Regions from separate parts of the Mus musculus genome. Here region 2 is linked to region 1. The links are chromatin contacts, called in public Hi-C maps. All regions are on one chromosome and are shown on one strand. Each heading gives the region's core, a stretch centred on a gene start, on an enhancer-like site or on the middle of the called end of the contact. The rest is flanking DNA. Distances are from core to core; before and after follow the strand shown. Region 1 overlaps Pcnx4 (pecanex homolog 4). Region 2 holds the start of Dhrs7 (dehydrogenase/reductase (SDR family) member 7).

Region 1 (3,267 bases), core at 202-2,701:
GCTTTAGAGAGGTACGAGAGTCAGTTTTTAGTATCTGGTAGAGAAAGTAAGTGACACACAGGTTCAGTGTGAGGAGCATGATAAAGTAATTCGGTTGGGCTAGGCACATATACATATACATATACATATACATATACATATACATATACATATACATATACATATACATATACATATACAAATACATACATCTTAACATCAATTTGGTGGTGATGTTTTCAGTCTTTGGAACACATCGGATTGTGTACTATATATGTAGGCAGTGAGCTGCAGAGGAAACTGCTGAGGAGGATTTATCACTTTGAGAGGTCAGATGGAAGAGGAAAGGCAGCGAAGGTTCTTGAGAACAAATACCCAGAGAGGTCAAAGAATGTGATGTGGAGGAAGCCCTGACAAAGGTGCCACAGGTGCCGCAGGAAAGATCGCTCAAAACATACCCCCATGCTTGCTGTTCAGGGCCAAGTAAGGTGAGGGCATGGCATAGAACAGCCAGATGTTTGACATGTAGGTCAGTAATGGCCTCAACCTTTGTTTTTAGGAGGAACGGAGACAGAATCTAGAGTGGAATGTATTATCAATGAGAGGCAACTCCTGCCTGCTGCCATACAGCGCAGGTTGGGCAGAGGACACTCAGAGGCGCAGGTGCCACTAAGATGATTTCATAAGTGGTGGAGATGTGTCAGAGAAAGAGAAGCAGAAATGGTATGTGCACAATGAAGAGAGGAACCACTGGAGATCAGAGGGTAGTGAGGAACAGCCTGATGTGATTAGCTTGCCTTGCCCCCTGAGGCCATGGTGAGATCCTGGCACTGTACTGCTGTCCATGACCTCGCCTGGGTCTGTGGCCCTGCAGCCGCAGGGATCTGTGTCAATATCTGTGGTTCATGTTTCCACCAAAGGTCATGGGGACTTCCTTGGTCTGGGTGGCTGCCTGGGGACATGTTGGTATCTGAGGACTGAGCAGAACTGGCTCTGCCCTCTTACCTGGGTAGCTTGTCAAAGCTGGCCCCTAACGATGGTAGGCTCACCAACCCAGCTACCACCTGGGCCCAGATTTGGGGCTCTGAGTTGACCCACTCCAACATCTAACCTATCTATGAACTGCTGCAGAAGGGCTCAGTCATAGAGAACCAAAGCTTCAGGATCTCCACACACAGGGCAATAACAGGATCTCTGAGAAGAGTCCTGGTGAGGATCCAGTATTGATAATATAACAGAAGCCAGAGGCCTCGAACCAGACCCATGATTCATTGCAATAAAGCTTTGCAAGAAAAGCTGTTTGGGCAAAAGGGCACACTGCATGGCACACTGCAGCTTCCACAGCAAGATGGTTTTATTTTTAAATTTTTATTATTTTTCTTTTGAAGGAGAGATTGCAAGGGTGGAGGATAAATATAGAAGGGTGGGGAGATGAGTGGGACTCGGGTGCATGATGTGAAGTTCACAAAAAATCAATACAAAGTTAAAAAAATTCAAATCACTAAAACAAACAATTGAGAAAAACCAACAAACCAAAAGTCAAACCAAACCAAACCAAACAAGCAACCAAAAATATCCAACCCCCCCCCCCCAAAAAAAAACCCCAAGAATCAAAAAACAAAAAATGAGATTGGTAACTATGTGATTATTTTAGAATAATACAAAACCAAGGGAGGTGAGGCCAAGGGGGTATGGCCAAGGGGGGCTAATCACAAACTATAACCAGCTCAGTCATTTCTTTTTCTCTTTTCTCTTCTTCTCTTCTCTTCTCTTCTCTTCTCTTCTCTTCTCTTCTCTTCTCTTCTCTTCTCTTCTCTTCTCTTCTCTTCTCTTCTCTTCTCTTCTCTTCTCTTCTCTTCTCTTTCTCCTCTCCTCTCTCCTCTCCTATCCTCTTCTCTTCCCTTCTCCTCTTTCTCTTCTCTCCTCTTCCCTCTCCTCTCCTCTCCTCTCCTCTCCTCTCCTCTCCTCTCCTCTCCTCTCCTCCCCTCCCCTCCCCTCCCCTCCTCTCTCTTTTCTTTTTCTTTTCTTTTCTTTTCTTTTCTTTTCTTTTCTTTTCTTTTCTCTTTTCTCTTCTCTCTTCTCTTCTCTTCTCTTCTCTTCTCTTCTCTTCTCTTCTCTTCTCTTCTCTTCTCTTCTCTTCTCTTCTCTTTTCTTTTCTTTTTCCGAGACAGGGTTTCTCTGTAGCCCTGAAGTACTGGAACTTACTCTGTAGACCTGTAGACCAGGCTGGCTTCAAACTCAGAAATCTTTCTGCCTCTACCTCCCAAGTGCTGGGATTAAAGGTGTGATCCACCACTGCCCAGCAAGCTCAGTCATTTCTAAAGAAAATGCATCATCATCTTGAGATTCTCTGAGTTCTTGGCGGTTTAGTTAGAAATCGAGTAAGGAATAAAGCAGGTTCCCATCTGCAGAGGCTTACATCATCGTCTTCCTTCCCTCCAGGTAACTGTAACTCATTTCTAGGCAGCGAGAGGATAATGATGAAACTCTTACCACTTTAAGGAAATTTCCCATTACTTCCAAGTTTCAGCTCAAATACTCAGAGCCCTGATGGTCCCACTGGGTAATTCATTATTGCATGTGGAGTCAGAACTATGGGATGTCTTCTGGTTGTGAGAACACTCACGGTGAATGAAGAGCTGTTTCATTTATATATAATAGAAATTTGTGGGAGAGAAATTTGGCTGGGACGGTCTCTTAGTTGGTAAAGTGCTTGCCATCTAGGCATGGTGACCTCAAGTTGTTCTCCAGCCCTCATGCAGAAAGCCAGGCACCGAGGTGTGTGCTTCTTATCCCACTGCTGCGGAGGTAGACACAGTGTGGGTCTCACTGGCTGCAGAGGTGGACACAGCATGGGTCTCACTGGTTGGCCAGTCTAGCCAACTCAGCAAGTCCAAGTCCCTGAGAGAGATACTGCCTGAGGTTGGCCTCTGGCCTCCACAAGCCTGGGTAGGCACCTATACACATGGATATCCCTCTCTAAACACAAAGAACAAAATTTAGCTGGTGAGATTTTATTTCAAGTTTTTTCGGTTTCCAAGCCAAGTATATGAATCATGGATACACTGAATGGAACTGCCCACACCATGTTAAATGCTAAAACAGTACATTCGAAAATACTAAAAATTAATTACATTTCAAATAAATATATATACATGTTATGTTAACATCAAAAAGATTCATTATTATTTAAAACACTGATATGAACGTCTTTTTAACTATGTAATTACATACCTGTTGACTTTTTAAAAGACAAACCACTTTTCAGACATTTAACAAAGCAGTAAA
Region 2 (3,267 bases), core at 287-2,786, 83 kb before region 1:
AGATGGGAAATGGATCCCCTGGGACAAGAGTTACCAACAGATGTGAGCTGCCATGTGGGTGTGGAAATTGAACCCAGGTTCTCTGCAAGAGCAACAAGTGCCTCTAACAGCAGAGCCACCTCTCCAGCTCCAGTACGGAAAAACACTCTAAAGCTCTGCCTTGGCACTTCGACACTCAGCACCCACCCGGGTCTAATCCCTAGGGGTGGACAGGAAGAGATCATAGCTTCCTGCCAGTCTCCCAAGCCCAATGTCCCAGTCTCAGATCCCTCATCCCCACAGCTTGGGGTTGTGACCCATCGGAACACTAGATCCACTGCAGTCCTGTCCTTTTACAGAAGGGGAAACATTTGGGATAAGATTCATCATGAGACTCTGTGTGGTATTTTAAGACATCTTATTACAAAAGTAATGTGCTACAAAATAAAAATAAAATTCACATGGCCCAGGTGATACGTCAATTAGAGCAATTCTTGACCAATATTATTCCAAATGGCAGTCCAAAAGTTTAGCTAACTGACATGCACCTTGAACTATACCACAGCAATTTCTGATTAACACTAGTTCAAATATTTCCTGCATAGATCACTCTAAAGATGCAAAATATAGACCTTTGTAAACCTTTTCTCACTGCAATGAAAAAAGTGACAATTCAGCTGGGCGTGGTGGCGCACACCTTTAATCCCAGCACTTGGGAGGCAGAGGCAGGCGGATTTCTGAGTTTGAGGCCAGCCTGGTCTACAAAGTAGAAACAGAGAAACCCTGTCTCGGAAAAAAAAAAGTGACAATTTATAAAAACAATACTAACAAACACAGAAGAAAGAACAGAGCAATTAGTGTGCACAGAGGCCTTTCCATATTCAAATGCTGTCAAATGATAATGGCATCATTTACAAACGGTGGCAGGAGGACACCAACCTGAGTGTTTTTAGCTCCTGGAACTTAGCAACAGTTGCCTTCTAGCCCAGTTAGTTTTATGTTCTGATTACTCTGGGCCATGATAGCCAACTTTTGGCCAAATATGAGTATCATTTGTAATGTTTTTCTAAATATAAGCGGCCAGTCCACGAGGGCAACCCAGTTCAAGTGCTGAGTTACTTCGGTATGCTTATCTCAGTCCACAAGCTTAAAGTGAAAGGAAAACAGATTAGGAAGAGTGAGTGAGGGTTTGGCTCAGCTTTTGGGAGCTTGCCCAGCGCGAAGAAGGACCTGGGCACAATTCCCAGCGTGGAGCGGGGGATGGGGCCTCGGGGTCGGAGCGGGCAGTGATCAAAGTTTTGTTTTGTTTCTCGCCAAGGCACCACCAAAGCCCTGAAAAGTCGTCCTAAAAACAGCTGTTAAAGACTCCTTCATGCCCTCACAAATCTTGTTGACTGCTCTCCCAACAGCAGTTTCCCAAGATTCCATGCCTTCTATTGCAACACCCCGGCAGTCTTGCACGCAGTAGGGACGCGCAGAGACGCCGTGGTGCAGCCCGGGACACAGATGGAGCCCCACCTTCGGGGACTCGCTAGGCGGAGCCCCGGGTTGTGACCCGCCGCGTAGAGGGCGGGCGCCGACTGTCTTCCGCTTGCGGCAGAGTCGGGTAGGCAAGGGACAGCGATGAGCTGGGAGCTGCTGTTGTGGCTGCTGGCGCTGTGCGCGCTGATCCTGCCCCTTGTGCAGCTCTTGCGCTTTTTGCGGGCGGATGCGGACCTGACCTTGTTGTGGGCTGAATGGCAAGGGCGACGCCCAGGTGAGCATCCTCTACAGCCTGGGCTCTAAGGAAGATCAGGGCCGAGGTCCCTCCCAGCTGTTGCCAAGCTGAGCCTTGACCAAGGGCTGAGGGTCCGGGAGGAAGAGGCAGGGGCTAAACAGGCAGTACCCACTCTGTCGCTTGTCTTAATTCGAAAATGGCCCTGATTTGTTACCCAGACTAGGATAGAAAACGTCAAACCCCAAGAGAGCGCTGCAATTCTCTGATGCCTGCAAGACACAGACTTCTTCCGTAGGATCCCCGGACACTCTCAGGGAAGGCACCATGGAGAGCAGAGTGTGTCCCTTGCTTTCTAAGAGGCCGGAACATTCTTTGATCCTGCACTTTTTACTTTCCCGGAAGCACCCAAAGAAAATTTGGCCTGAATCACTTACTCACCTGCTCACTTGGTTAAAATTTTCGCAATAGAAAGCGCTGAGCTGGCTTTTTGCCAGGAGGGAGATCATTCTGTGTACAGTAAGGCACGTTTCGCCCGCTCCACTTCGATCTGCAGCTTGCGTGGTGTTTAATGTTCACTTAATACATGATTCACATGCTCCGATATATCAGTTCACAGATGCTGCTGGGTGTTATGTCACGTTGGCAGTGTGTTCAGCAGGCCACAGACAGCCTCTGACCTTTGGCGTTAACAATTCTGATGACATGGGCACTCTTCGTATTGTTTTTCAGTTAAAGACATTGACAGAGAAACTCAAAGCCTCCCTAGGTAGGCTTTTCTGATCCTTAAAGGACTAAGTGGGATTCCACTGTTCGTGGTGGAAAATACACAAAGCACCCGAACAAAAATGCTTTGAAGTAGCTGGTGGCTCAGAAGGTACTGCATTCAAAGTCAGCAGGGCAGGAGTAGGTGACAGCTGGATCTTGGATTTTATGTCCCTCCCAGATGTTGGCAGGCATCCTTGCTGTCTTTTCTCTGAAGCTGCATTGCCTTGGCTCAAACAGTTGCAGTACTGACAAATGCAACTGCACAGTGTGCTTGTGGATTCAGCGCTGCAAAACAGGAGAGGGCATGGCTGTGACTCGGAGACTGTCAGTGTTGAGGGCAAGAATCCTAAATACCCCATACATCTTTTAACTGTAACTCTCCACTGAGCACCATTGAGACAGATGGATGTATCTGTAAGCTCACGGTCAATAGCAGCCTGTGGATGTTGTTTGTGTTTGGCCTCATTTATTTAAATGGAAGATTGAGTTAAACTCAGTTTATAAATTATGTGACTGTATAAAAGTTATTAACACATTAATTATGTCTGAAATGTAGGTGTGTTTAGTCTTTTTTTTGCGGTGTAATTTTTTTATTACATATATTCTTCATTTACATTTCAAATGCTATCCCCAAAGTCCCCTATACCCTCCCTCCGCCCTGCTCCCCACCCAACTCACCCACTCTCCTGCTTCCTGGCCCTGGCATTCCCCTGCACTGGGGCATATGATCTTCGCAAGACCAAGGGCCTCTCCTCCTATTGCTGGCCAACTAGGCCATCCTCTGCTACCTATGTAGCTAGAGACAC

What was found. Hi-C and Micro-C count contacts between places; a contact is called where the count stands out from the background.
Region 2: a Hi-C map of liver shows a contact between it and region 1, with 2.3 times the contacts expected there. The contact joins the promoter of Dhrs7 here to the enhancer-like site in region 1. A contact is called at or near these places in 2 of 39 promoter capture datasets (both in liver), 1 of 15 datasets of contacts at CTCF or cohesin (the NIH/3T3 cell line), 17 of 484 Hi-C or Micro-C datasets (the G1E-ER4 cell line, the HPC-7 cell line, cortical neurons and 3 more), 5 of 115 datasets of contacts at active chromatin or transcription factors (bone marrow-derived macrophages, embryonic stem cells and liver) and 3 of 9 other capture datasets (adipose tissue, liver and pancreatic islet).

What each region holds. Positions count from the first base shown.
Region 1 is chr12:72,579,830-72,583,096 of GRCm38.p6, reverse strand. Pcnx4 (pecanex homolog 4) reads right to left here. Exons shown (of 11, transcript NM_026327.3): 11 at 2,884-3,267. Among named protein-coding and RNA genes, the nearest start is that of Pcnx4, 45 kb to the right of the region's middle. Within about 2 kb of position 1,451, at least 2 of the 459 cell types and tissues checked have an H3K27ac peak or open chromatin away from gene starts, as enhancers often do. A contact at or near this core is called in liver, where this site is marked.
Region 2 is chr12:72,663,097-72,666,363 of GRCm38.p6, reverse strand. Dhrs7 (dehydrogenase/reductase (SDR family) member 7) reads left to right here and starts at 1,536. Exons shown (of 7, transcript NM_025522.5): 1 at 1,536-1,735. The coding sequence starts at 1,603.